5 separate regions of the Mus musculus genome follow, and regions 2, 3, 4 and 5 are each linked to region 1. A link is a contact called in public HiChIP or PLAC-seq and promoter capture Hi-C data. All regions are on one chromosome and are shown on one strand. Each heading gives the region's core, a stretch centred on a gene start, on an enhancer-like site or on the middle of the called end of the contact. The rest is flanking DNA. Distances are from core to core; before and after follow the strand shown.

Region 1 (5,591 bases), core at 327-2,826:
CCTCTCCTCCTCTCTAGTTAATCACACTTTTTTTTTTCCAAAATGCCTATCATTTTAAATGATATGGCCTATTCATTCATTACTTTCTGAAATGGCTGATGTAAGTTCCATAATGGAAAGAATTTCTTGTTGATTAGGGCTATACTTAATCACTAGAACAAGGGCTGGGTCATGATCAACTCACATTAAATACAGTGGTTAAATTAACTAATGTAGTGCCTATGTTATTAACAAATTCGTATGCATAAGTAAAGTCCTACCCTGATAAAAACAATAAGCTGACACCTTCTTTATAAGTATTTCTTAACTTTATGTATATTATTCCCAGGAAAAACAGGTCCTGAAGAGACTGGTTTCAGCACATATATAAAGTCAGCATGCTCTACTCTGTTCTATAATAATAATAAAATGGTCAACATGATCTGTGGAACACAATTTGTGGAATTTTTAAGAGAGTTCTAAGCAACAGTCACAGCCAGTTTCTTTTTGTCATGCAATGAGCATGGCTGTAAAGTTAAAGGAAAGTGTTATTGTTGTGTTTTAGTCGTTTTGATTTTGCTGAACAAACTTCTGTGGTGGCAACAGCAACACAAATGAGTTGTTAATGAATAGGAAAGTGTGAAAACAGGAAGTGATTCACGGCCACTCCAAATAGCCTCAAGGACAACACCATTCTGCATAACGTTTTGTATTTCTTTCCTATGCATACAAATGTACAAAGTGCATCCAAAGTCTCGCTGCCGATAGGATTAAAAATCTGACTTCTGCCAATCCCACTAAGGAATAGTTAACCAAAGTCCATGTTCTGAGTGTTCTTTTAACTCCCACAAGAAACAAAGAAACCTAATCAATGCTTTAAATTTTGTTAGATTTGGTGGCTCAGGCCTTTCATCTCACCACCTGCGAGGCAGAGACAAGTAGATCTTTAGGAGTTCGAGGCCAGCGTGGCCTGTAAAGCCAGTTCCAGGCGACCCTGATTCAAAACAACAAACAAAATTGCTAGAAGTGTATCTAGTTTAAATGCAAGGATGTCTTCGACCACAAACTAAGTTTCGGAGGCTTAAAGAAAATCTTAACTATTAAAAACAAAAATAAAAACGCATACTTGAAGGAAACTCCTCTCTGCCTTTCCACAATAGTCACCTGGGGAGTGGGTGGGGTTAAGAGATTAACTCGACAAATCCGAAAACCAACAACCAGGGCATCTGTTCTGCAGTCTATTTCTGAGTGTGGCCAAGTTCAATGCAGAAAGATGCTAAAGAAATGGCTGCTGCTGTGGAGCACAAACAACTCGGTTAACAGTCGGCAGCCACCTGCCACTCCGCGTACAAAGCTACTTGTTACCGAGGAAACCCGGTGGGCAGACTCCCTCCGGGCGCCCACCGAGCAGCCCTCAGCACCGGCTGAACCGCCGCACTCCGCCGCCCGGGCCCTGACCACTGCACTTCCTCCTTTCAGAGCAAGGAGCCAAAAGATTTTAACTCACAGCCTCACCTGCAATTTCTGCAAGACGTGCTTCGCTTCTTCCTCTTCATCAGCCATCATCCCAGCCGCTCTCAGCGTCTCCTCCCCCAACTTTTCAACCACAGAGACTCAGCCATGCCTACGCTGAAACCACAGCGACCCCTGGGGCTCCGGAGGCCCATCTGCGCCTCAGAGACACAGCTACAACCCAACTTAATCCAGAACTTGGTGTCTCAAAGATGCCCTAGAACTGCTTTGGGGTTTTGTTTTGCTTCTTTTTATTGCGACAGAATCTCACCCACCAAGTAGATCAGATTGGCCACGTAGATCAACGTGGCTATGTTGTCCAGGCTGGACTTTTGCCACAAACCCTCAAACTGGGATAACAAACACCTGCTGAGTTTGTGATCACTTTCGGTTTCATAAATAAATTTCCTAGTTTTATAATTCCCTTCCCAAATTCTGGAATCAAAATGTTCTTAAATTAATTCCATTCATTTTTTTGTTTTGTTTTGTATATTCTTGTCCTTTTTTACATCACTCTTAGAAAGCAAGGCCGACTATGAAAGTATGCATGTCAGGTGGTATTTGGAAGAGAACTCCCTGCAAGGGAACTTGTCTGAATATATACCAACTGAAGATATCTGCACGTGTAATTTTTAGCTTTTTAATGTATGATCCTAATAAGTCTACTATGTTTGAGGCTGGCATGCCACCATACTGTACATTAATAATGTTCTCATGTTTATTATTTCTGTAATAAACCATCTCTGAAGAGAGAAACAGGGATTGAGAACTGCAGGTGACTTGAGAAGTCTTCTCAGTGTATTTTCCATTTTTTACCTTGAACATGAATTGCCTATTCAAAAATGAAAAATTTAAACCTTCTGTTTGTTTGAGACAGAGTCTGATATATCCCAAGCTGGCCTGGAACTTGCTATGTAGCCAAAAATAACCTTGAATCCCTGATCTTCCTGCAACCACTTCCAAGTGCTTGGATTATAGACATTCGTTACCCCTGGTTTTTAAGTTTTGAGACACGGTCTCACTATGTAACCTCAATTGTCTGAAAGTCTGTATGTAGATCAGGCTGACCTCGAACTCAAGGAGTTCCTCCTGTCTCTGCCTTCTAAGTCCTGAGATTACAGACAGGCATCACCACATCCAACCACAATCTTAAAACTTTTAAAATTCCTTTGCTAAAAAAATTATCTCTGCAAAAAGACATTAAACACCTCCAAATGCTTCCAAAAAGACTGTGCAGCAGAGACAAAGAAAAAAAGTGATCATTTCCTGAAGTGGAAATTTCTGGAGACTCAGGTCATAATGCTTTGCTGGGGCAGACAGGTGAAAGGATGTTTGGCTGAAGCAGACACAGGTGAGAGGATGTTTAGCTGAAGCAGACACTTGAGAAAGAATATAAATATGATCCCACAGACAGTGAGTGGGACAAGGCTTGTGCTTTGGCTCATCTTGCACCTCGCTAGTCTCAGTTGATAGCGCTCTAGGCCTTGCACCACCTTGCTGATCTCTGCTTCTCACTGATCTTAACAGAGAGTAACTCACCCAAGAACTTCTCATGATATTCCGACGGCTTCTTGCCATTTCCACAGACTCCACACCGACCCAGCAGAGCCTCTCAGTTTATTCTGAATCCAGCTACAGCTGCTGAACTCGTATGTGGTGTCTGCTGAGTGGATGGAACTGCATCTGCTGATTGGTGTGTGGTAGTTTGCTAGTAGAGTGAACTGCTGATAATGCTGACAACAAAGATTGGAATCACCCAAAGAACTCTTTCTAAACTAAACAGGTCCACTTCCCGTGTCCTAATAACCTTTCTTTTGCATGACCTCTGGTGGGTGGGAGGCTAGAAGTGAAGTTAAAGAATTTAAGGACCCTTATTAAAGTACGTTTTGAAAAAAAAATCTAAGCCTACAATTCCCTCTGCTTTTTTTCATGCCTTTAAAAGAGCCCACAATGGGGCAGTCGAGATGGTGCAGTAGTTAAGAGCACTTGCTGCCTTTCCAGAGGATCCAGGTTCAGTTCCTAACACCCACATGGCAGACCACAACTGACTATAATTCCAGTTCTAAGCTATCTGACACACTTACACAGGCATACATGCATGCAGGCAAAAACACTAATGCACATAAGGTAAAAAAAAAAAAAAAGAAATCATAAAAAATGAAAAGCCTGACATGCAAATTAAAATTAACTTTTTTAAGAAACATAATATTCCTGACAGTTTATAATTAAATTTTTTTCAAATTTACCCTACTTATATTTCAAACTGTTCAAGATGCCTATTTCCTTATATTTTTCCAACAAAATTGAAAAATCTCATAGAAAGAATATTTCTTAAACTATAATCTAAAATCTTTTTACTAGCTATAAAATATGTATTTTCACTTATTGGTCTTGGTGTTAGGTGCTTCAGGGAGGTAGGCAATGCCATCAAGGGGCAATCATCTCAACCAAGCTTTCTGCCCTGTGCAGAAAGGCGACTAGGGAAGCAAGACTGGCAAGCCCCACACTGTGCCATGCAAGATGACAAGTCACTGTGTCTCTGTTGGTGCATCTTATCCCTGCTCCCAGAGGCACTGGCATGTCTCTGCTCCTGTCCCCAAGAAGCTCATGATTGCTGGCCAGTATTGATAACTGCTACCCATCAACCAGGGGCTGTACTTGCCACCATGGACAACTTTGCCAAGGCCACCATTGATGCCACCTTTAAGACCCACAGCTACTGTGGGTCTTGCCCCCACCATCCCCAACCTCTGGAAACAGACTGTCACCAAGTGTCCTTATCTGGCAAAATTCACTGACCATCTCCATAGTAAGCTCAGGCCTGAAAAATAATAATAATAATGTCTCCACAAAAACAAAGCTAGAAAGGTTAACTCCGTCTCACACTGGTGTATGTGGAGGGAAAACCCTTGGAATCCAGTTACTGTTCGCCCTCTAGTGGAACACTAATTGAATGTACTAACTAGGCACAATTACCCTATAAGTCAGAAATAGTACTTGATAAAGAAAAACTGTTTAAAAGCATTAATATACCTTCTTATAGTCAGCAGCACTAGTATAGGAATGGCTTGATAAGTTCTGATTAAAGTTGACCTTCACAAATCTTTCACCTAATCTGTAACCATGTTAATGTGCTTTGAGGTCATTTCTAAGTAGGAACCACTCGTACTTTATAGTCAACCTGTTCAGAATTGACTGAACCAAGAGAACACTGTAGAGTCAGTCTTACTACACTCTGGACCTCCAGTGCATCTCCGGGCTCACCTGAATTCACAGCCTTAGCAATGTTCTGTAAGCAAGGCCAGAAAAACAATTTTCTCCCTTATAAGATTTGCATAGAAGACTAAGCAAAAGCTACTTGGTCCTTTTTGGTTTGTATAGGTTCTTGAGACAGGGTTTCTCTGTGCAGCCCTGGCTGTCCTAGAATTCACTCTGTAGACCAGGCTGGCCTCAAACTTAGAAATCTGCTTGCCTCTGTCTCCTGAGATAAAAGTTGTACATCACCACCACTTGGGTCCTCATGACTATATTTGCTGTACAGCTCAATAAAGATGGCCTTTATTCAGCATTTTAGATTAGGTAATTAGAATGCTAGAGACCAAAGTCTTCACACTCTTGTGCACAGGGACACAGATAATTAAAAATAAAAATATGCCGGGTGGTGGTGGCTCACGCCTTTAATTCCAGCATTTTGGAAGCAGAGGCCGGCAGACTTCTGAGTTCAAGGCCAGCCTGGTCTACAAAGTGAGTTCCAAGACAGCCAGGGTTACACAGAGAAACCCTGTCTCAAAAAGCCAAAAAGAAAAGAAAAAAGAAAAAGTAAAGAAGCAGTTTTATTTTGAAACAAATAACAATGAAATCAACAAATAACTTTATCAGTATAAATTATTTTTACATATAAACAATTCATATGCATCAAATTGCACATTCATTCACTGGCATAAGTGCACCTCCAAAACAAAGTAACACAAATGAAAATACATGACTGTTAAAATACATGTTAATGGAAAGCCACCATTTTCCAAGACTATCATTTTTGGCCATCATTTTCCAAGACCATTATTTTTACAGAAATATACTAGCAGAGAAAAATCAATGCA
Region 2 (5,178 bases), core at 2,349-4,848, 1.2 Mb after region 1:
ATTATTCTCTATCAAACTGGGGATAAAATTCAGGGCTTTGTGCATGCTAGGCAAGTGTTCTACCACTGAGTTACATTCTTACCCTCCTGATTAGTAGTATTATTTTTTCTTAGCTTTATTTGTGTGTGTGTGTGTGTGTGTGTGTGTGTGTGTGTACTATGCCTATGTCTGGTGCCTGCTGAAGTCAGAAGAGGGTAACATCCCCTAGAACTACAGTTACAGACAGTTGTGAGCCACTGTGTGAATTCTGGGACCATTGAGTCCAGGTCTGAGTGCCCTTAATCCTTGAGCCATCTCTCCAGCCCCACAAGTTATAAGCTTTCGTTTAACTTTATTTACTTGTAGATGAATACATTTAGCCATCTTCAAACACACCAGAATATTGCATTACAGATGGTTGTGAGCCACCATGTGGGAATTGAACTCAGGACCTTCTTCAGACGAGCAATCAATGTACTTAACTGCTGGACCATCTCTCCAGCCCCCGAGTTATAAACTTTTAAAGAAATGTTATCAATCAAAAAGTAACGTAAAACAGAAAAATCACACCAAATAGAGCCAATGCAATATTTATTTATTCTTATCCTAAAACAACTAACTTTTGATACCCAGTTTCCTTGGAAAGTGCTGCTAACAAGAACACATCCCTTCATATCTGATCCTAAAACTCCCCTTTATGGTCCTCCAATTTTCTCTTGACTGAGGTACAGAACTGAAGCAGGACCCTTACCACAGCTCCTCCTCAGGTGGCTAAGGATTGGTGGGCAGCCCAAAGCATCAACCCTCTATGCATGGCTGGTATGTTGCAGCTCATTACCTAGGCAGTACACGTTACACACACAGCTGTTTCTTCTGCCTTCCCCCCACGTTAGGGTAACTCCATGCACAGCTTCTCCATTGCAACCATACAGAACACTTCTTAGGAATTGATTTAACTATTATTCTATACCAAGTCTAGATAGAAGTGGACTTTCTTTCTCCTTTGGTCCACAGAGACACATTTACCACTTTTAGACACTCAGCACTATTACAAAAGCAACATTATATTAATGGGACAGTGAGGTGGTAGAAAAGGTGGTATAATAAAGTTCTTGTATGTACTTTGACAGCTAAACTACTATAACTTACAACTTGGTTAAGAGTGAAAATGTGGAGTCAGACAGCTGGACACAAGCCCTGGCTTTCCCAAGTACTGTACAGTATATATTCAAAGTTACATCATTTCAATAAAATGAAATGTCTTCTTCTATGAAATATGTAGGAATTTTCTAGGTTCGAAAGAACTCGAAATATATAAACCACAGAAGTAGATGCTCACAGTCATCTATAAGATGGAACACAGGGCCCCCAATGGAGGAGCTAGAGAAAGTACCCAAGGAGATGAAGGGGTCTGCAACCCTATAGGTGGAACAACAATATGAACTAACCAGTACCCCCAGAACTCGTGTCTCTAGCTGCATTTGTATCAGAAGATGGCCTAGTCGGCCATCACTGGGAAGAGAGGCCCTTGTTCTTGCAAACTTTATTTGCCCCAGTACAGGGGAACACCCGGGCCAAGAAGCAGGAGTCGGTGGGTAGGGAAGCAGGGCGGAGGGAGGGTATAGGGAACTTTCAGAATAGCATTTGAAATGTAAATAAAGAAAAAATCTAATAAAAATAAATAATAAATAAAAATATATAAACCACATTGAAAAGTATCTGTGATGCAGGAGAGGACCTGTTAGCTTGGTATCTTCTCTATCTCTGCTTTATGCTATCCCTTCACATCACCTACCAAAGAGCACACACCAACTCAGACTGCATTGTATGCACACTGGTAGGTAAGAGTTCCCTACGGAGAAAGGGCTGTTAACCACTGTAAGCACACACCATGTACTGAAACTCATGGTAAGAAGGGATAACTTATATCTCAGAACCTAAATCCAAACTCCTTCACGCCACCAGTTCAAAGCTTTTGAATGGATCTTTTTTCCCATGATATATGTTTATATCTCACTGCCTAGCTATGGGTGTCCCTGGATTCTACCAAATGATTTGAGCATAAGGAATCTTAAGTTCCAATAAGGGAAGGTTCAATCGTTCCAGACCGAGAATGGGTGAACTAGATTTGATGAGTAAGGTTTACAGAAAATCCTCTGAAAAAAAACTTCCCTAGAAGGCCTCTACAACCTGCTGCTGGGCAGTATTTACCAGGCAGACACCAGGGGGTAGTAAAATCTCACTCTCTTGGTCATTAATAACAAGGAGACTGAAGAGTCTACCTTAACTGGAAGGTTGGAGATAGCTCCACAGTTCTTGCCGGTTAATCACAGGGTTTTCCCTGCTTGAGATTCTTTTTTAACCCTATGAACCAGAGGGCTCGTGTCATCCCCATGAATTAAGTTTCTCCCTTCTCCAGACCCACAGGAAAAGGGGCAGAATGTAGCATCCTAAGATGAAAAGAGCCTGTCATGGAGGCCCTTTCTTCTCCTCCTGCTCCAAGCCTCATCGACTGTATCCACTACCACACGTCTTCTAAATAAACTTTACCCTCTAACTGCAATGCCAACACCTTCACGATCTCTCTGGGAAATGAGTACCTTTCAGATCGCCTCCCAAATGTCCACCTTTTGGACCAGTCTGTGACTCAGAGACAGGCAGGGCAACCCCTTGATGTGCTGCGGTTCCTCAAGCCTTTTTGAGAGACCCCACTCGGCCTTCACTTCCATGTAGAAGTGATACTCGAGTTTGTAGGTGAGGCAAAAAAAAAAAAAAATTAAAGGAGCCTAGCCCCTTTTGTCTGAAGTGTAAGATAATAGTCACTGCCAAAAGCCCTAGCATATGGGCCACTATCGCCCTGCAACAAGAAGGAAAGATCTGACATCAGTACTAAAGCGTGGGGTCTAATCCGGGAACTGTTGCTTCCCCTTCTCTAACCGCAGAGCAACAGGGGTCTAAGGTAGAGAAAAAGGCAAAGGCAGCGTGGAGCAACTCCGCAAACGCCCCCAGACCCTACAGAGGGATCCTGATCCCGGGGCCCTGGCCTCTCAGCCGTGACACATATCCCCCCACCCCACATGCCAAGCCTTTACTTCGTAATTCCCCTCATCCCCCGCCCTCCCCAGGCTGCACACAGGAGCCCATTGTAGTCTCATGGAGCCTTGAGACCCAAGAAGGTGGAAGGGGAAGAAGGGCGGGCAAACGCCCAAGGCTTGGGGGAATACCCTAATTTCCCGGCCTTCAGCTCTACCTAAAGGGAACTAAAGGCTGTGGATCGACCTGGGCCCCAGGACCTTGCCAAGCCTTGCCACGGACCGGAGATGTGTCATGGACCCTAGAGATGGAAGAAGGCTTTTGGCCGCCGGGCAACCTGGGACCTAGGCGGGTCCCCTGCAGGGTCCCGAGCTGAGGCTGAACTGATCCCGCAGAGCGAAGAAGACGCGGGAAACCCGGGGCGTCCTCAGCTGGGCGGTTCTCGGAGGGGGCGGGGCGGGCTGGCAGCAGACAGCCAGGGGAGCGGAGGCGAGGCTTGTGGCCAGGGTTGGGGGGGCTTCTCGGCTGGGGTCCCGGGCTGGGCGGGGCGGTGCAGGCGGCCGTCTCGGCCCTCCCTGGCGGGGCCCCCGCGGCCTGGGCTGCCGAACGAGCGGGGAGAGCCGCGGTCGCCGCGCGAGTTGTCCTGCAGCTAGACCCGGCGAGACTGAGCGCCCGGAGGGAGGCGGTGGCTCACCCGCCCCGCCCGCCCGCCGGAGAGTGGGACACCTCCCGACGCCGAGCCATGGTGAGTCCCGCGAAGCACCCCGGTGTCCCCTCGGCCTTCGCGCAGCCCGCTCCGGGCCCCCAGCCCCGTGCCTCTTGTGCCCGCTTAGCGCTCCTTGGCGCTTCGGAGACTCTCCACCCTCCCATCCCCCCTTCTTTTCTTCGATCTGCGGTCCTGCTGCCTGCTCAGTCCCTACCGAGTATTGCCATGACCCTTTCTTTCTTCTGTGCCACCTCCCCATCCTTCGATGGTCTTTGCACACATCCCACCCCCGGTCTTTTTGGTCCTACCCAGTCTTCTTTTGCTGAGTTTTCCCTCCCCCTCCCTATCTCAGTTTTTCACTCCTGGAGACCCTCTGCGAGTTGGTCTGGCGGCAGCCCTTGAAAGGGCACTGTCCTGGGTCATGAGAACTGACCTGCCTGGAACCACCATTTTCCATCCCAGTCCCCAAACCCGGTGAGATGGGCCCACCCATCCGGCCCTGAGGGACTAGCCACAGCTGTGGCTGGGCCAGGGCCAAAGGGCATGTCCAAAGGGAAATTCCCTCACAGAAAGGGGGCTGTTTGGGGGTGGGTAGGGGGTGTTCCGCAGTACCAATGGGCGTGACGTTGCCAGAGCCAAAACCATAGTTTTTGGGACAAAGTTCCCCGAGGTTCATGCAGCTGCAGGGAACTGAGCTGTTCCTGACAGTGCCTGCCTCAGAGCACTGTCGCTGCAGGGAGGGATCTGGATGGAATCCTGTAGAGCAGAGGCTCGGAGAGCAGCAGCTCAGGGTACCAGAAGCCCATGTCAACCAGAGTGAACACTAAGCCCGGAACTTTCCGGCCAGAAGTACTATGAAGTACTACGGGGAGAGCGCCCACTGCCCAGGCGGGTGCAGCCTATAATGCTCATTGCAGAGTGGAGGAGGGGGAGAGGCCCTGCCAGGGCAATGTCTACGGAGAGTCTGGGAAGCATCACCCTGCTCAGAGGGTTGGAGCAAGACAGGAACTAGGCCAGTGAGCGCTGACTCAGTCTCGCCCGTCGTTTGGTCCCAGCCGACCAGAGGCCTGGTGTCTTGGGCTCCTGCCCACCTCCGCCTGCTCCAGACCCCTCCTCCCCTCCTGCCGAGGCCGTTTCCTGTGGCTGCGACTCTTGTTCAGCCATGAGCTCACCGCCCCTAATGGGTTGCAGCTGCTTCGCTGCTCAAGCAGTAGCTCCCCGGATCCTAACTTCGGAGCTCGGGCCCACCCAACCTCACCCCTACCCTTCTTCCCACCCACGTACACAGTCCTGAGAACACTGAGGGTCTGTCTGCTCGCCCACACCTTGGAGCCAAGTTTGGGCTCTGATAACACAGAATGCTGGTCTCTGGGGTGTCTGAATACCCTAATCTTCCCAAACAGCCGGGATTAAGCAACTCTGGCTGGAGAGATTTCAGAGTAAAATAAGTAATTTTTGTC
Region 3 (5,338 bases), core at 1,467-3,966, 1.7 Mb before region 1:
TATAGGCAGCAACAGAAGAATTTACCACTCAAGCCATGTTTTAATATGCTGACTATCCAAACCACTGAGGAATCTCAGTTCAGATAGGCCATCCTGAGTTTATTACTTAAAAACACCACAGACAGATTCCTTCAGAAAGACCTGTCAACGAGGAATGAAATTAAGAAGGTATTCTGGGCAACTTCCAGGATATACATTATTGTAATAACTGAGTCACCTAGTAATAAATCATCCCGTCAACTGAGTAAAGATTTACAGTTTGATTTTATTGTCAGAAGTTGTCTGTTTAAAAAAGGATGAGTCACCAAACCAGTAATAAGATTTTATAAAAAGCAGAGTTAGCAATGAAATTTCATAAATTCAAAGCTCAACTTTGTTTCCACTTAATTTCTCTGATGTGGAAAATGGAAGTCCAATTCTATTTAGAAGTACATGAAAACCAGGATGCATAAAAACAAAATATCCTTGACTACATCCTGCCCTGTTTCCCTTGCTCTCCAGCTGTGACTTAGAATGGGAAGTAGGAGAGAAAGACACAGCCTGACTTAATCTGCAACCCATATTTGTAGCAGTAGCTGCAGGAAATGGCAGCAGACACTGGGGGCCTTTTTCCTTCTTCCCTTTCTATTAGAAAAAAAAAAAGGTAACTTTTCACTTGGAGAATGAAGGTTTATTCACAAGCAGAACCTAGTGCAGGGTTAGACTCACAGGAAAGGACAAACAGACTTAATTATGCATAACTGGCACTACTTCATTGTAACTATTATTATGTTTCTGATTTTGATGAAACAACAACTACAAATGACAGAGTTGGGATCACTCCAGTTATGAGACCTATCAATATGCCTGTGTGTTCTACGAATCTTCCGATTACTGTATCATCATTGGGTTTCTCTCCTACAGAACTGCTGTCACTAAGCTAAACAACTTTAACAACTCCACTAAATGACAAGACTTAGAGAACAAAATACAAATTTCTTCACCCCTTCCCCCCACCCCCACTTTCTTCATCCCTGAGAAAGAAAACACATTTTCGAATAAGTTACTGAAGACATCTTGGTATACGTCTAAAGAAGAAAATATAATTTTCCATCCAAGAGGAAATTGTGGATGTTAAAGAGAATTCACTATAACAGTAGGATAATATACTGTTTTTCTGTTAATAAGTAGCTCGTCATGAAAGTATTATTTAAAGATCCCAAAGCCTGTAAGATATAAAAATTGAAACAAGTAATTACAGAATTACCTAGTATCTTGACCAAGGATACACAGTAAATGAGCAGAATTTTATGACTGGTGAAGCAAATGTTATAATATCTCCAGACATTTACATCTGAGGAACAGCAATAAATTTTTCCTAGGTGTAATTATAACTTTTACTCAAATCACTTTCATTACAACTTACAATTTAGGCATGCTATTTCTCTAAACAAATGCAGTATCTATGCTAGGAATGACTGCAAGTCAACGTTCAGTAACAAAAAAAAGTAACTGAAAAGTTAGATTTTTTTTTTAATGGAAACAATGGCATTTAAAATTCACGCCACAGAACACGCTGATGCTCAATGGATACAATTTTCACCTATGGTGACATTCTTAACTGTGAACTGCAGTGTTCTCTACAACTTACACTTCTGCTGCTATGGAGTAATCACGCCCCAGCGGGGGAGAAGGTGTATTCCTCATTTTTCTTCATATGACTACTTCTATTTTTTTCCACACAAGAAGATACTGTTTCATTGTCTTGTAACCCCATTCCATTATCTCAAACCTCACCGCTTCTGACACTGACACGCCACAAAATCCAACTGTCAAGTTTAAATATTGAAACACTCAAGAAAATGCACCTGAACGCTCCCACAGCTTCTCACAGCCCAAGGATCCTTTAACTAGCAGTCGGAGGGTTCCACAGCAATTAAATGCAGTAAGATGTGTCGCTTCCCTTCCGTGCTGAGGCTAAGTAGGCCTTTATTGTCCTTAAAAGAATCCTCCCAGCCTTTTCGACTGTAAGGTAAGACGGCAGGCACCCCAGGGCCGCTTCTGAGCTTGTCGGAACCTCGGCACCGAGGAGCCCCCCAGAGTCTCCATTCAGATGCCCCCTGTAGCACCGTCGCGAGGATCCGCACAGCAAGACCCGGCTCGCCGGCCCTGGGCTCCGGAGTCAGCCCTGCCCACTGCCCGTCCGGTCTCCGGGACGTCTGGCCGCCCTGCCACCCGAGCCGGCCCAGCGTCCCGCCGCCACCCGCCCCTCCCCCGCCGCCGCCGCCGCCGCCCGCCGAGCCCCGGGACCCACCTCGAAGAGCTCGGCCGTCGTGGCCATGCCGGCCGGCTGAGAGGCTCGCCCCGCGCTCGAGGCCGTCTCCGCTTCACATGCTGCGCCTCAGCGGCGCCGCTCACCAGTCCCAGCTCGGCCTACCGCCTCCGGCCCGGGCTGCGCACCGCTGCTGGCTGCCCCGGTCCTCACACAGCGAAGGCAGAGAGGGAGAGCAGCCATGAAGCGGAGCCGCAGACGCCTGTCAGCTGCCTCCCGGCGCCGCCCGCGCCGCTCCCATTGTCACCGCCTCGCACGCCGGAAGTGGGGCTGCGCGCGCCCGGCCGACTTCGCGGGGCGGGCGAAAGGAGCGAGCGGCGAGCGGGCCGCGGAGGCGCTCGTTTGCGACAGGGTGACGCGTCTTGAGCCTCGCGGGCCGCCGTCCCGGAAGTGGGCGAGAAGAGTATTCCAGTCCCTTGAGATTCCGGGTGTAGGTTCTTAAGACCTTCTGAGGAGTGTTTTAATCTCTTGAAGGGACCGGGAGACTTGAGTCACCTCACCCGGAAGAGCGAGCATCTCCAGTGAGCTCTTGCGGCTCAGGGAGAACCCGGACGTTGCCTGGTACAGCCCATCTAGAAGGCGGGGTCTACTTTGGCTGGATGGCGACCTTAGTTTCTACATCGCTCTGATACTTGGGAGGCTTAACCATGGCCCTGCGGGCAGTGTGGCTCATACGTCACGAACCAGGAACTCCACTTGGAGGCACCGTCAGATTCTCCAGGTAATTGCAAGTCTGGATCCTCAGGCATGATGGGTCCAAGGATGAATCTAAGCAGGAGTTTTTGTGGTGCGCTGAGTCTCAGCTGTCCCAGGAGCAGCTAGCAGGGTGCCCTTGGGCAATTTAGGCTTTCTACGTTTATCTCACTTTGTTGTAAGGAATGAGTTGCTTGTTACATGATGCTACATGTTTTCTAGTATTACTGCTATTGTATCTTTATTTATTTATATATTTGAGACAGGATTCATGTATACCTGGCTGTCCTAGAACTTGATACGTAGACCAGGCTGGCCTTGAATTTACAGATACCTCCAGAGTGCTGGGATTACAGGTGTGGGCCACGACACCCGGCTATACTAATGTATCTTTAAAATTAATTCCATCTGTTTAAGTTTGGTACAAAAATGATTGCTTAAAGAACGTTATAGTTTGCAGCTTCTAGTGGGTGAGCAAAATAGAAGTGTGAAAAATTAAATTACAGTCACCTTTTTATCCAGGTGGCATAAGTGGTTTGGTCCCACCTTTAGAATTTGCCATATCTTACCAAGATAATTCTATGGAGAGGACTCTGCAGTTCTTTATATTAGATATTAACCCCGATATAAAGTATAGCTGGCTAAGTTCCCCCCAGTCTATAGGCTGTCTCGCCACTTTGCTTGTAGTTTTATTTGCTTTGCAGAACTGTTTTGATTTCAGGAGATCCCATCTGTCAGTTCTTGAAGTTGTTACCTGTCTCTTGGCATTATTTCTAAGAAGCCTCTGTGTTAATGAGTAGATGTGTGTTCTTGGAAAGCAGCAATGTATGGTAGAAAGGTGACCAATTTTAAATCTCTTCGAATGTAAACCAGAAAGCATTTGAATGGTGTAACTGAGGAACTCAGTTATTAGGTTTTTGTTGCTGTGGTTTTGAGACAGAGCCTCACTGTGTACCACTGGCTTACCCAGAATTCACTGTGTAGACCAAGCTAGCCACAAACTCATAGATACCCTCCTGCTTCTGGTTTCCAAATACTAGAATTAAAGGAATGCAACAACCATGACCCCCATTAGTTGTTAGTTTTGCTTACATTTCAGTAACACATGTACCTGGTGTCTACCATACTGGATAATGCAGCTCTAGATACTTGAACTGTATGAATCTATGGTTTTCTTTATTTACATTCCTTAATGATAGGGTCCAAGCTGCCTCTACCTTTCAGAACAGTGCTATCTAGTAAACATCCTCAAACAGGGCCTTAGAACATGTCTGTACTGATTTAACAAAATACTGACAAATAGCTTCCCTGAATGCAAACAGAGTCATTAGAAATCAGTGAATTGGGCTGGAGAAATGGCTCAGCAGTTAAGAGCACTGACTGCTCTTCCAGAGGTCCTGAGTTCAGTTCTCAGCAACCACGTGGTGGCTCAAAACCATCTGTAATGTGATCTGATGCCCTCTTCTGGTGTGTCAGAAGACAACTATAGTGTACTCATATACATAAAATAAATAAACACTTAAAAAAAAAGAAATCGATGAATTTCTGTATTTCCCTGACTCTTATTTTAATTTTACCAGTAAAGGAGAACTAATTTCTATTTGTATACCTTTCTGTAACAATATTCATTAGACTCTTGAAATACCTTTTCTGTGAATTACCCTTTCCAAAGATACCATTTTATCCATTCTGTATAATTTTATCTGTTATATTTAAGTCCACTAGGAGTACATCTTTGAATATGGTGTTAAGTAGGAATTTCACTTCTTCTTTATATGACTTGAGTTTTCCTAACATCGTTATGTAAACTCTCTGTCTTTTATTGACTCACTATTGATGTTTGCTATATTTCTTCATATAAACATTGGTCTGCCTCTGTTCTATTACTTTCTTTTTTGTGCCAGTGTTCTGGTTTTATGTGCATGTATTTGTATCTTAACATTGTAATAGAAGTGAGACTTTTTGTTAATTGAAAAAGTAAGTTCTCTGAAGAAGCCATGCAGGGCTGAAGAGATGCTCAGTAATTGAGAACATGTCCTATTCCCAGAACCCGTGTGGGACAGCTCACCAGTCACCACTAACTGTAGCCCTCACTATTAAAACCAACATCTTTTTCTAGACTCCAAAGCCATCTGTACATAGCCACTGCCACCCTTCCACATACATACACATAATTGAAAAATGGTAAAAATATTTTAAAAGAAAAGTCATATTAGTTTTCAGAATGCTTTCCCAGTTGTGTATACTATATACTTTAGAAGACACATTCAGATATGTTTAGGTGAGTTTCACTACATCTCAATGGAGGTAGCAAGTTGCGGGGAGGGGGTCACA
Region 4 (5,680 bases), core at 2,922-5,421, 1.5 Mb after region 1:
AAACAAAAACCCAAACAAACAAAAACCCTGGGATGTGATTATGTTTCCCAGGGATGGATCTGAAATTTTAATGAAACATGGCTATTGGCCATGGAGAATATGCTTCATAAACATAAACACCAGGCCCTTGGAATACTTGGCCAAAGGCCTGATCAGCAAATGATGGTCCCAGCATATTCCCACTATATGATCTTACTCCACCACTGTACACATGAAAAGGTCATGGAAGCACAGTAAAGGTTTGGATGGTTTAAAATAATTGGCCTTAGCTAAAAGTATACAAAGAAATGTAAGTAATAATTGCTACATAGCACACTTACAACAGTGTTAAGAGAAATACTTGCCTTCAGCAGGACTGTGCTGGTGGATATTAGACTCTTGGAATTCAGAGATCCTACAAGTCTAATAAATGTGAACTAAAACAGAGGCATACACTAGGAGCAAATCCTGAACTTTCTTATTGAAGTTATAAATTTGAAGTACCAAAAATTTACTTTCAATGAGCAAATATGCACGATGATAAAAGCCACTGTAACAAGGAAACACGAGCTCTTTTCAAAAAGGAATTCAGATTCTATTAACAAACGTAAGTGTTAAAGTGTTTTCTTGATTCAAAGTATGCCAAGGGGGCTAATGTATAAGTTGTGGAAGCCAGGCCTGTAAGCTTGGGAGGCTAAGGCAGGAAGGATCACAGAAGCTTTGGGCTACAGAGTAATTCATGTCTAAGTCTAGACAGTTTAGCAAACCTTTCTCAAAATAATACATTTAAAAAGGCAGCCGGGCATAGAAGCACATTGCCTTTTAGTCCCAGGCAAGCGGAGGCAGGCAGTTAGCTCTGAGTTTGAGGCCAGCTTGGTGTATATAGTAAGTTCCAGACCAGCCAGAGTTACATGGTGAGACATTTTCCCCTCCCCTTAAAAAAAAAAAAAAAAAAAAAGGATTTTTTTGATAGGGACTATAAAAGTATAGGTGGGGTTTTTTTTTGTTTGTTTTTTGTAGCTCTGGCTGTCCTGGAACTCACTATGTAGTCCAAAAGTCTGCCTCGCTTTGTCTCCCAAGTGCTGGAACTGAAGGCATATACCACCACAACTATCCTATTATTGGTAAGTTGTAAGTCAAATTATATCACTACTTTGTCATGGAGATGCCTGATTTTTTTCACAGGGTCTTACTATTTAGTCCAGGCTGGTCTGGAACCTACTATGTAACCCAGTACAGCCTCAAACTCTGCTGCCTTAGCCTCCTAAGTACTGAGATTACAGGTATGAACTATCATGCCTGGCCTTGTTTGTCTGAGATAGGATCTACTTAGCCCACGCTAACCTAAAAATTTCTAACCTCCTGATGGGGTTATAGGCATGTAATGCCATGCCTAGCTTGTTAGGTAGATTTTGAAATGGTTTTAAGTCATATATTAACCATTTCCCCATTTATACTCAATTATGTGGCCAAGGCTGAAAAGATGGCTCAATGGTTAAAATGCTTGCTGTTCAAACCTGGGGTTTGGTCCCCAGAACATATATGGTGGCTGACAACTATTTGTAATCCAGTTTCATGGGATCCAAAGATTTCTTCTGGCTTTGAAGGGTATTGGGCACACATGTGGGGCACATAATTCCGTGAAGGCAAAACACTTACATAAAAAACAAACAAACATGTGTGCCAAGCACTGTGTAATACAATCCTATTCCTACAAATGTTTATTTTGTTAATCAAAACTCCAGGCAATTCTTTTTTATTGTTGTTGTTTTGTTTTTCAAGACAAGGTTTCTCTGTATAGCCCCAGCCATCCTGAAATTTGCTCTGTAGACCAGGCTAGCCTTTGACTCTGCCTCCTAAGTGCAAACTAAGATTTGTATGTGCGCCACCACCACCCAACATGGCAATTCTTATTATACATTGACTTTGTAGGGTTTTTTTTTTTTTTTTGTCTAGCCCAATTTAATGAGCATACTTTGGGAAAGCTGTCCATGACCAAAACAAATGTTAGTAAATAAGTCTTAAATTCTTGAGTGTTTTCCATGATTTCAAACTTCTAATTAAAGCCAAAGAAACATCCTTTTTGATGTAATCTAGCCGAAATTCTATGTGGAAACATAGACTGCTTTTCAAGCTACAAATATAGTTAAAACTGGTATTTTATAGAAATATGCAATGATACCTAATGCCAAATATGTTTAAACAAACTTTTTGCTATTAGGTTTATTTCAAACAAAACAAAGAATCTATCAACTCAAAACAAGGAATCTAACTGCTGTGCCTGTTACATTTTTTGATTAAAGTGTTACTGTTCTTCATTCCTGGTGTGTTTGAGATAGGGTCTTACTGTGTAGCTCTGGCTATCCTGGAACTCACTATGTACACCATGCTGGCTTCGAACTCTCAAATCTTGGTTTCTAATTATTCCCTTTTCCTATGTTTTGCACTTTGTGTTCCATAATGCCCTATTATCTTTTTTAAATTATGTAATCTGATAAATCTTGTATTGGCTAATGCAGTTTAAAAATCAAGGCCAAATTTAACTGGCAACTCCAGTAGGAAGTCCCCATTAAGCTTGCCCCATTTCTTAGTCATTGTAGCGACTGTGGACCCATTCATTTAGCATCTTACATATATAATACTGTAGCTGTGACACTTTCTTTCTTTTTCTTTTCTTTTTTTTTTTTTGGCTTTGTTGTTTTGTTTTGAGGCAGGGTCTCTCTAGGTAGTTCTGGCTGTCCTGGAACTCACTGTGTATACCAGGCTGGCCTCAAACTCACAGATATCCCTCTTGTTTAAAAAAGTGCTGGGATGGGCTGGTGAGATGGCTCAGTGGGTAAGAGCACCCGACTGCTCTTCCGAAGGTCTGAAGTTCAAATCCCAGCAACCACATGGTGGCTCACAACCATCTGTAACAAGATCTGACTCCCTCTTCTGGAGTGTCTGAGGACAGCTACAGTGTACTTACATATAATAAATAAATAAATCTTTTAAAAAAAAAAGTGCTGGGATTACAGGCATGAGCCACCATGAAGGGTTTTTCTCCCTGCTTTTTCTTCTAATCTTCTTTGATTCTCACATAGATTTTTAAGCTCCTTTAAGGTAACAGCAGTGTCTTCTTTTTGCCGAAACCCATGAGTAGTGTAGATATGCAATAAATGTTCACAAATTACGGTGAGACTGAATTTCACCAAGGTCTGCTGTTGTGAGCTGTGAATACTGCAAAGCACTGACATGCTACCCACACATGTAGTATGGATTCGGTATTCTCGCAGAGCTTTGCAACTGGTTTACCTTAAATAATTGAGCTTGTGCTGGAGAAGGCTATTAGGGTAGTACTCTTTTAAGTGCCTTCAATTTTTCTAACTTTGTCATACAAGGGGGAGGGGGAAAATGTTTAAAGACCAAAATCAAGTGTTTTCAGATTCTTGCTACGTTTGTAAACACTTGCACTACTCATTCATTAAGGTCCTAGTGAGAAGGTCCTAGTGAGGACCCTGTTGTGGCTGCTAAACCGGGCTCTGGGGATAGATATACAGAAGCAATCCTTGCTCCCCGCCCACATGGGAAAGAAAAGACAGTGACAAAGCAAACGTTACAACTAAGGTAAAACAGGCACAGAAGCAACAAAACGGGTTTTGCTGGCTCTCGGAATAAGGTACTGAGAGGCTTCACGGACGCAACATTCTCCTAGACAGGACTGGAATGGGACCCAAGGAGAGGAGTGGACCCATGTTGGTGTGGTGTTACGCTTGAAAAACCGACGCCCGGGAGGAGGCACTGCAAGCTTTCCCGCAGGTGGGCATGCGTTTCAGCTACTCGGGAAAGATGGGGTAACCAACAATCGAGGAGTCCAATAAAGGGCTGCTCCGGAAAGGGCGCAGAGCCCGGGGCTGTCTTCCTCTCCAGGAGTCTCTCGCCCCGCCCAGGCCCGCCCCGACCACCCCGCACCTCACCCAAGTGCCCAGAGTCCTGCTTCCGTCGCCGCTGCAATCTCTCGCGAAGCGAGTCCAGCTGTTTCTTATGGGCCTGGATAGAGCTCCACGTGTCCGACATCCTAGCTCCCAGCGCGGACTCGGCTCGAATCAGGCGCGGCGGACTAGCACCTCCCCAGCCTAGAACTAAGAAACATCTAATTCTCACGAGGACGCCCGAAGGCCAGCCGGATAGAGCCAAGATGAAAAGCCACTTCCGGTTGGCGAACCAGCCGGACGTAATCCTCACGGTAGTTCTCTCTCGTGTTTCCGGGAGCGCTGAGGCTGTGTTTGCCATGTTGGTAGCTGGCAGACCCGCCATGTTGTTTCTTTAAGTCGTTAGTGACAACGCATTTAAAATAGCAGGGCTAGAACAAGTGTGAGTGTTTGACGGGTGGGTGTATGCGTGGAGAGATGGATGGACGGGAAGGAGTGAACAGACTGTTAGTCTGGTTGATTGTATATTCTGGTCCTTGCACATACGGTCAAGCACTGTATCATAGATTTCTGCCCTTAAGGCCCCAGATTTTCTAAGTTAAATATTATCTTCCTTCCTTCCTTCCTTCCTCCCTCCCTCCCTCCCTCCCTCCCTCCCTCCCTCCCTCCCTCCCTCCCTCCCTCCCTCCCTCCTTCTTTCTTTCTTTCTTTCTTTCTTTCTTTCTTTCTTTCTTTCTTTCTTTCTTTCTTTCTTTCTTTCTTTCTATACAAAGTGTGTGAAAGGAGAGTGGAGTTTCACTATGTGGTTCTGCAACTCACAATCCTCCTGCCTCAATATCCGAGTTCTGGGAATTCAGGCATATTCTAAGACAAACATCTTAATTAGGGAACCATCTTTTTCAGCGTGAGGGAGCACTCTTTAAAAATGTTCAGGATGAGTGGAGAGATGTCTCGGCAGGTAAGAGCACTCAGTGCTCTCCCAGAGGTCCTGAGTTCAATTCCCAGCAACCACATGGTTACTCATATCCATCTGTAATTGGGATCCGTTGCCCTTTTCTGGTGTGCCTGAAGACGGCTACAGTGTACTCATATACATATAATAAATTTGTTCTTTTTTTTTTTTTTAAAAGAAAATGTGCAAGAAATGGGGAGGTAGCTCAGTAAAGTGTTTGCTGTGAAAGCATGAGATTCTGAGATTCCCAGAACCCACATAAATTTAAGGCAAAGCTGTGTGGGGTGGCAGACATTGTTTTAGCTTAATTTAGAAAAAGGTTTATTTTTGTGTTTGAATATTTGTATATGTGTGTTTGTACACACACACACACACACACACACACACATACCTGGCTCCCCTGGAGACCAGAAGACGGAGTCATCTTCGTGAACTAGAGTTACAGGCAATTGTGATGTACAATGTGGGTGCTAGGGTTTGAACCTGAGTTCAATTCTGTAATAATAAATTGTGCTCTTTACCACTGAGCCTTATCTCCAGCCCATGACTAGGCAGTTGTTATCTCAGTGTTGGAAAGGCAGAGAACAGTAGATCTCCTGGGCTGGCTATCAAACCTATCCAGAAACAAAAACTAAAGTAAAATTATTTCTATTATTGCACTGAATGGTCTTATGTACAGTAGTTTGATTACAAAAACTAATAAAATAGTCCCTAAATAATGAAAAGTTAAGGGGCTGGAGAGATGACTCAGCAATGAAGAGCACTGTCTGCTCTTCCAGAGGTCCTGAGTTCAATTCCCAGCAACCACATAGTGGTTCACAACCATTTGTAATGGGAT
Region 5 (5,065 bases), core at 924-3,423, 1.7 Mb after region 1:
CCAGTCTTCTTTTTGTCTTTTGATAAATTATGGAGCACTAGCATGTAACAGAATGTCGATAATATACTATCAAACATCACCATTATGTACTGGTTCAATAGCTCTCTTATCACCTTTCTTTCTTTCTTTCTTTCTTTCTTTCTTTCTTTCTTTCTTTCTTTCTTTCTTTCTTTCTTTCTTTCTTTCTTTCTTTCTTCCTTCCTTCCTTCCTTCCTTCCTTCCTTCCTTCCTTCCTTCCTTCCTTCCTTCCTTCCTTCCTTCCTTCCTTCCTTCCTTCCTTCCTTTCTTTCTTTCTTTCTTTCTTTCTTTCTTTCTTTCTTTCTTTCTTTCTTTCTTTCTTTCTTTCTTAGGTATTTTCTTCATTTACATTTCCAATGCTATCCCAAAAGTCCCCCATACCCTCCCTCCCCTCCCCGCACTCCCACTTCTTGGCCCTGGTGTTCCCCTGTACTGAGGCATATAAAGTTTGCAAGTCCAATGGGCCTCTCTTTCCACTGATGGCCGACTAGGCCATCTTCTGACACATATGCAGCTAGAGACACGAGCTCTGGGGGTTACTGGTTAGTTCATAATGTTGTTCCACCTTATAGTGTTGCAGTACCCTTCAGCTCCTTGGGTACTTTCTCTAGCTCCTCCATTGGGGACCCTGTGATCTATCCAATAGCTGACTGTAAGCATCCACTTCTGTATCACCATCATTCTTAATGAGTGGATACAAACCTAGTCAAGTTCAGCCATTCATACAGACTCCCCTCAAGTCAACCCATGACTGTTAGGCTGCTTCAAATAGTACTAGATTTAAAATTCCTCCATCTTTATTATTTTTTTTTTCTGTAGTTTGGACACTGTATGAGACTACCTTGCCCTAAGTGAAATAATTAGATCAAAGCCTCATTTTGGATGATTTGTGATGATTACCTTTTAAAACTCTTATAGTTTATGGTCACCCAGGCATCATGAACAATAGGAACAATGCGATAGTATATAATTTTCCTGGCAGAAAAGTTACATTACAGAACTGAAAGAATCATAGTTTGTGGTTTATTAGTTCAATTGAGAGGGCGTGATTAGACTCACAATACCTAAGAAGTTAGTTTACTGCAAATAAGAGTTTTTTTCTGCCAACCTACAAAGTACAAGGCACTTGCCAAGTGCTGCAAGAGGTAAGTCATCTGTGGTTATTACTTTTTGAAAAAATACTTTTTACAATTAGAATTTAATTATATTATTTCCTCCTTCCTTTCCCTCCATCTAAACCTTACCATATACCCTCCCTTGCTCCTTCCTAAATCATGGCCTCTTTTTATTAAGATATATATGTATACATATAATATTTAAACATTAATGTACAAATATATAAATATGTAAATACAACTTGCTCAGTCTGTAGTGTTTAGTGTTACTGTGTATATATAATTTCAGGGCTCGTCACTTTGTGTTGGATAACCAAATAGGGGAATACTATCTCTTCCACTCTCAGTATTTCTTAGTTGCCTGTAGTTCTTTGTTTACAACTGCGGCCTCATGAGGTTGTCTCCTTTCATGTTACTGAATCTACTGGTATTGTACTTGTTCAGGTGTTGTTTAGGCAGCCATATTGGTGTATCATTGGCAAAACTTCTCTGTCATTCCTAGGAAATAGTATCTCACAGCCAGTTTTCCTGGTGTTCTGGCGTTTAAAGTCTTTCTGTTTCTTCTGTACTTTTAAAGAACAGCTTAGCTTATGGAAATCAAAACTAAATCTCCTACTTTCTTTTATAGTTAAGTACCATAAAATAATTATGAAAGAGAAGCAAACTTTTATTGAATCAGGATAGTTTTTCTAAAGTCAGTACTTTGAGGTAATACAAAAACAAAGTAAGAAATGAATAGTATTTTAATAAATGTAAAATGACCCCACACTGGACAAAACAAAATACTGTTAAAGTTTTAAAGATTATCTTAATAACAGAAGTCAAATAATGAGTGGTCTTCCTTGGAGCTTTATGATTTTGGCACAAGTCTGATACTATTCTTTGTGGATTATTCTGAAATGAAAAGAACCAGGTTAAAAAAAGGGGCAAGGATTTAAAATAACTTACATATTCATGCCAAGCCTCAAAGAAAAACAGTCATTTCAATGACTTCATCTCTGTATTACTCAGGATAATTTAAAATTTAACCCCCATCCCCAGATCCTCCGGAACGCTCATTAGATGGGAGCTCTAAATCAAACAAGAGTGACTGAATTTATCTTCCTGGGCCTCACTGACAACTGGGTGTTGGAGATTCTGTTTTTCGTACCATTTACAGTCACTTATATGTTAACACTTTTGGGGAACTTCCTCATTGTTGTTACCATAGTCTTCACGCCACGTCTCCACAATCCCATGTACTTCTTTCTGAGCAATCTGTCCTTCATTGACATCTGCCACTCATCTGTCACCGTGCCCAAGATGCTTGAGGGTTTGCTTTTAGAGAGGAAGACCATTTCCTTTGACAATTGCATTGCACAGCTCTTCTTCCTACATCTCTTTGCTTGTTCTGAGATCTTTCTGCTGACGATTATGGCGTATGATCGTTATGTGGCTATCTGCATCCCATTGCATTACTCCAATGTGATGAACATGAAGGTCTGTGTACAGCTTGTCTTTGCACTCTGGCTGGGGGGCACTATTCATTCACTTGTGCAGACCTTCTTGACTATTCGTCTACCCTACTGTGGCCCAAACATTATCGATAGCTACTTCTGTGACGTACCTCCTGTCATCAAGCTGGCCTGCACAGATACATACCTTACAGGGATTCTGATCGTGTCCAATAGTGGAACCATCTCCCTCGTATGTTTTCTAGCCTTGGTCACTTCTTACACAGTCATCCTGTTTTCTCTTCGAAAACAGTCTGCAGAAGGTCGTCGGAAAGCCCTGTCCACCTGCTCAGCCCACTTCATGGTGGTCGCCCTGTTCTTTGGGCCATGTATCTTCCTCTACACTCGGCCAGATAGCAGCTTCTCCATCGACAAGGTGGTATCGGTTTTCTACACAGTGGTCACCCCTTTGTTGAATCCTCTCATTTACACTTTGAGGAATGAGGAAGTGAAAACTGCCATGAAGCATCTCAGGCAGAGACGAATTTGCTCATGAAATCATGTGTGTGTGTGCTTGTGTGATGTTGTGATAACAGTCACGGTTGTGACCACATCCTGAATGTGGAAGTAACAAGTGCTCTTAAACGCTGAGCCATTTCTCCAGCTCCGAAAATACATTTTCTTAATAAAATACTCAGAAGGTGAAAAGTTAAACATTTTGACTAAATTAATTATGACTTTTTATTTTCATGGTTGATCCTTTCACACTGGAATCTGTCTACGTCCAAGCCTCAAAGAGTTTTGGCTGTTCTACTTTGCAAATTTTATAATTCCATTTTGAATTCTAGGTGTATAATGTTTGGGGTTTAGTTTTTCTTTGTGGTATGAAGTAAGTTTGAGATTTGTTTTACTATCCATTGGCTTGATATGGCACAATTTGAGACGTTTATTTTATTATTAAATTACTTCTATTGAAAAAGACTCGATCTTTCAAGTGTAGATTCATTTGTAACTCTTTTTTAATTAAATTATTTTATTTATTTACATTTTAAATGTTGCCCCCCCTTTCCAGTCCTCCGTTCCAGAGTTCTTCACCCCTTCCTACTCCCCTTTGCCTCTGAGAGGGTACTTCCCCACCCAACCACCTACCTGCTCCCATCTGCCCCTAACCCCCTGAATTTCCCTTCCTTGGGGCATCTGATCTCTACAGGATTAGGCGCATCCTCTCCTACTGAGGCCAGAGGAGGTAGTTTCCTGCTACATATATGTCATGGGTCACAGACCAGACCATGTATGCTCTTTGGTTGGTGGCTTAGCCTCTGGGAGCTCTGAGGGGTCCGGGTTAGGGATACTGGTTAGTTGTTCTTCCTATGGGGCTGTGATGCCCTTCAGCTTCTCCAGTTCCCCTAACTTCCATAGAGTCCCTGACCTCAGTCCAGTGGTTTTATTTGTAATTCTTTACATTGACTTTCATGTCTATATTTATATATGAGCACACTGTCTTGACTATTTTAGTTTGATAGTGGACTTTCAGTGATGTTATGTGACCTTATTGATCTTTCTCAAAATGTTATACATTTTCTTGGGAAACATTTTTCTACAGAGGAAAATGTTGGAATCTGGACTGGGGTCACATGATCTCGATAGACAACTTGGAAGAGAACTAAACTGAAAAATATTCAACCTCAATCTTCTAATTTGAGGTATCCTATTATTTGTTTATGTTTTCTTTAGTTTCTTCATTAATACTATCATTTAAATTTATAATAAAACACAATTCATTAAATTTATCTTCAAGTATTTTGTTTCTTAAAAAATATACACAGTGGATTTTATTCAACTGTAAAGAAGAATGAAATTTATCAGCTATAGGAGCATAGATGGAGCTGTAGATGACTATATTAAGTGACAGAAGCTTGAATTAGGCATGGTGGTGCATGCCTCTAATTTCAGTATTTGGCGTGGGGAGGCAGGAAGATCAGGAGTCAAGGCTAGCTATGGCTATATTGTGAGTTTGAAGTCAGCCTGAGTTTCATGAGGCCTTGTCTCAAGAATAAAGCAAGGCAGAGTTGAAATACAAATAATCACATATTTTCACTCATACATGAACTCCTATAGACAAAAAACCCCAAATAGAAATAAGACAGATTGATGAACACTTTACAGGAAATATCTAAAAGAATAGAGTAATGGGAACAAGCAAAGTAAGAAAGGGGAAAGAAACAAATATCTCATAATTTCTCTCATATGTGGTTTCTCATATGTATTATACACACACATATATAAGCTGAGGATATATATATACACACACTATCATATATATGTATATATATACACACACTCTTTATATATATATATACACTATCATAATGAGAAGTGGGGCAAAAGAGAGGGCACTTTAGGAAGTGAAACACAATGACTTGAATTTATGAAAACGGCACAATGAAATGCCACTTGCACATTAAATAAACAATAAAGTATAAAAACTAAGACAAACAT

Evidence for each region. Promoter capture Hi-C pulls out the DNA fragments that hold promoters and counts their contacts. HiChIP or PLAC-seq counts read pairs in DNA pulled down with a chosen protein or histone mark.
Region 2: a promoter capture Hi-C map of cranial neural crest shows a contact between it and region 1. The contact joins the promoter of Arhgef40 here to the promoter of Ttc5 in region 1. A contact is called at or near these places in 3 of 39 promoter capture datasets (cranial neural crest, hippocampal neurons and liver).
Region 3: an H3K27ac HiChIP or PLAC-seq map of extraembryonic endoderm stem cells shows a contact between it and region 1, with 12 times the contacts expected there. The contact joins the promoter of Ap5m1 here to the promoter of Ttc5 in region 1. A contact is called at or near these places in 1 of 39 promoter capture datasets (embryonic stem cells), 2 of 484 Hi-C or Micro-C datasets (liver and muscle stem cells), 2 of 115 datasets of contacts at active chromatin or transcription factors (extraembryonic endoderm stem cells and pro-B cells) and 2 of 9 other capture datasets (adipose tissue and liver).
Region 4: a promoter capture Hi-C map of pre-B cells shows a contact between it and region 1, with 5 times the contacts expected there. The contact joins the promoter of Mettl3 here to the promoter of Ttc5 in region 1. A contact is called at or near these places in 6 of 39 promoter capture datasets (the 3T3-L1 cell line, cranial neural crest, hippocampal neurons and 2 more).
Region 5: a promoter capture Hi-C map of pre-B cells shows a contact between it and region 1, with 3 times the contacts expected there. The contact joins the promoter of Olfr1509 here to the promoter of Ttc5 in region 1. A contact is called at or near these places in 3 of 39 promoter capture datasets (cranial neural crest, frontonasal cranial neural crest and pre-B cells).

What each region holds. Positions count from the first base shown.
Region 1 is chr14:50,783,944-50,789,534 of GRCm38.p6, forward strand. It overlaps Ttc5 (tetratricopeptide repeat domain 5), which reads right to left and starts at 1,577. Exons shown (of 10, transcript NM_001080949.2): 1 at 1,495-1,577. The coding sequence starts at 1,545. It overlaps Ccnb1ip1 (cyclin B1 interacting protein 1), which reads right to left. Exons shown (of 4, transcript NM_001111119.1): 4 at 5,306-5,591.
Region 2 is chr14:51,981,235-51,986,412 of GRCm38.p6, forward strand. Arhgef40 (Rho guanine nucleotide exchange factor (GEF) 40) reads left to right here and starts at 3,599. Exons shown (of 24, transcript NM_198249.4): 1 at 3,599-3,757. The coding sequence starts at 3,755. It overlaps Gm16617 (predicted gene, 16617), which reads right to left. Exons shown (of 3, transcript NR_045728.1): 3 at 5,155-5,178.
Region 3 is chr14:49,063,833-49,069,170 of GRCm38.p6, forward strand. Ap5m1 (adaptor-related protein complex 5, mu 1 subunit) reads left to right here and starts at 2,717. Exons shown (of 8, transcript NM_144535.5): 1 at 2,717-3,032. The coding sequence starts at 2,959. It overlaps Exoc5 (exocyst complex component 5), which reads right to left and starts at 2,835. Exons shown (of 18, transcript NM_207214.3): 1 at 2,294-2,835. The coding sequence starts at 2,320.
Region 4 is chr14:52,300,953-52,306,632 of GRCm38.p6, forward strand. Mettl3 (methyltransferase like 3) reads right to left here and starts at 4,172. Exons shown (of 11, transcript NM_019721.2): 1 at 3,936-4,172. The coding sequence starts at 4,035.
Region 5 is chr14:52,448,220-52,453,284 of GRCm38.p6, forward strand. It overlaps Olfr1509 (olfactory receptor 1509), which reads left to right and starts at 2,174. Exons shown (of 1, transcript NM_020514.2): 1 at 2,174-3,183. The coding sequence starts at 2,196. The coding sequence ends at 3,122. It also overlaps Tcra.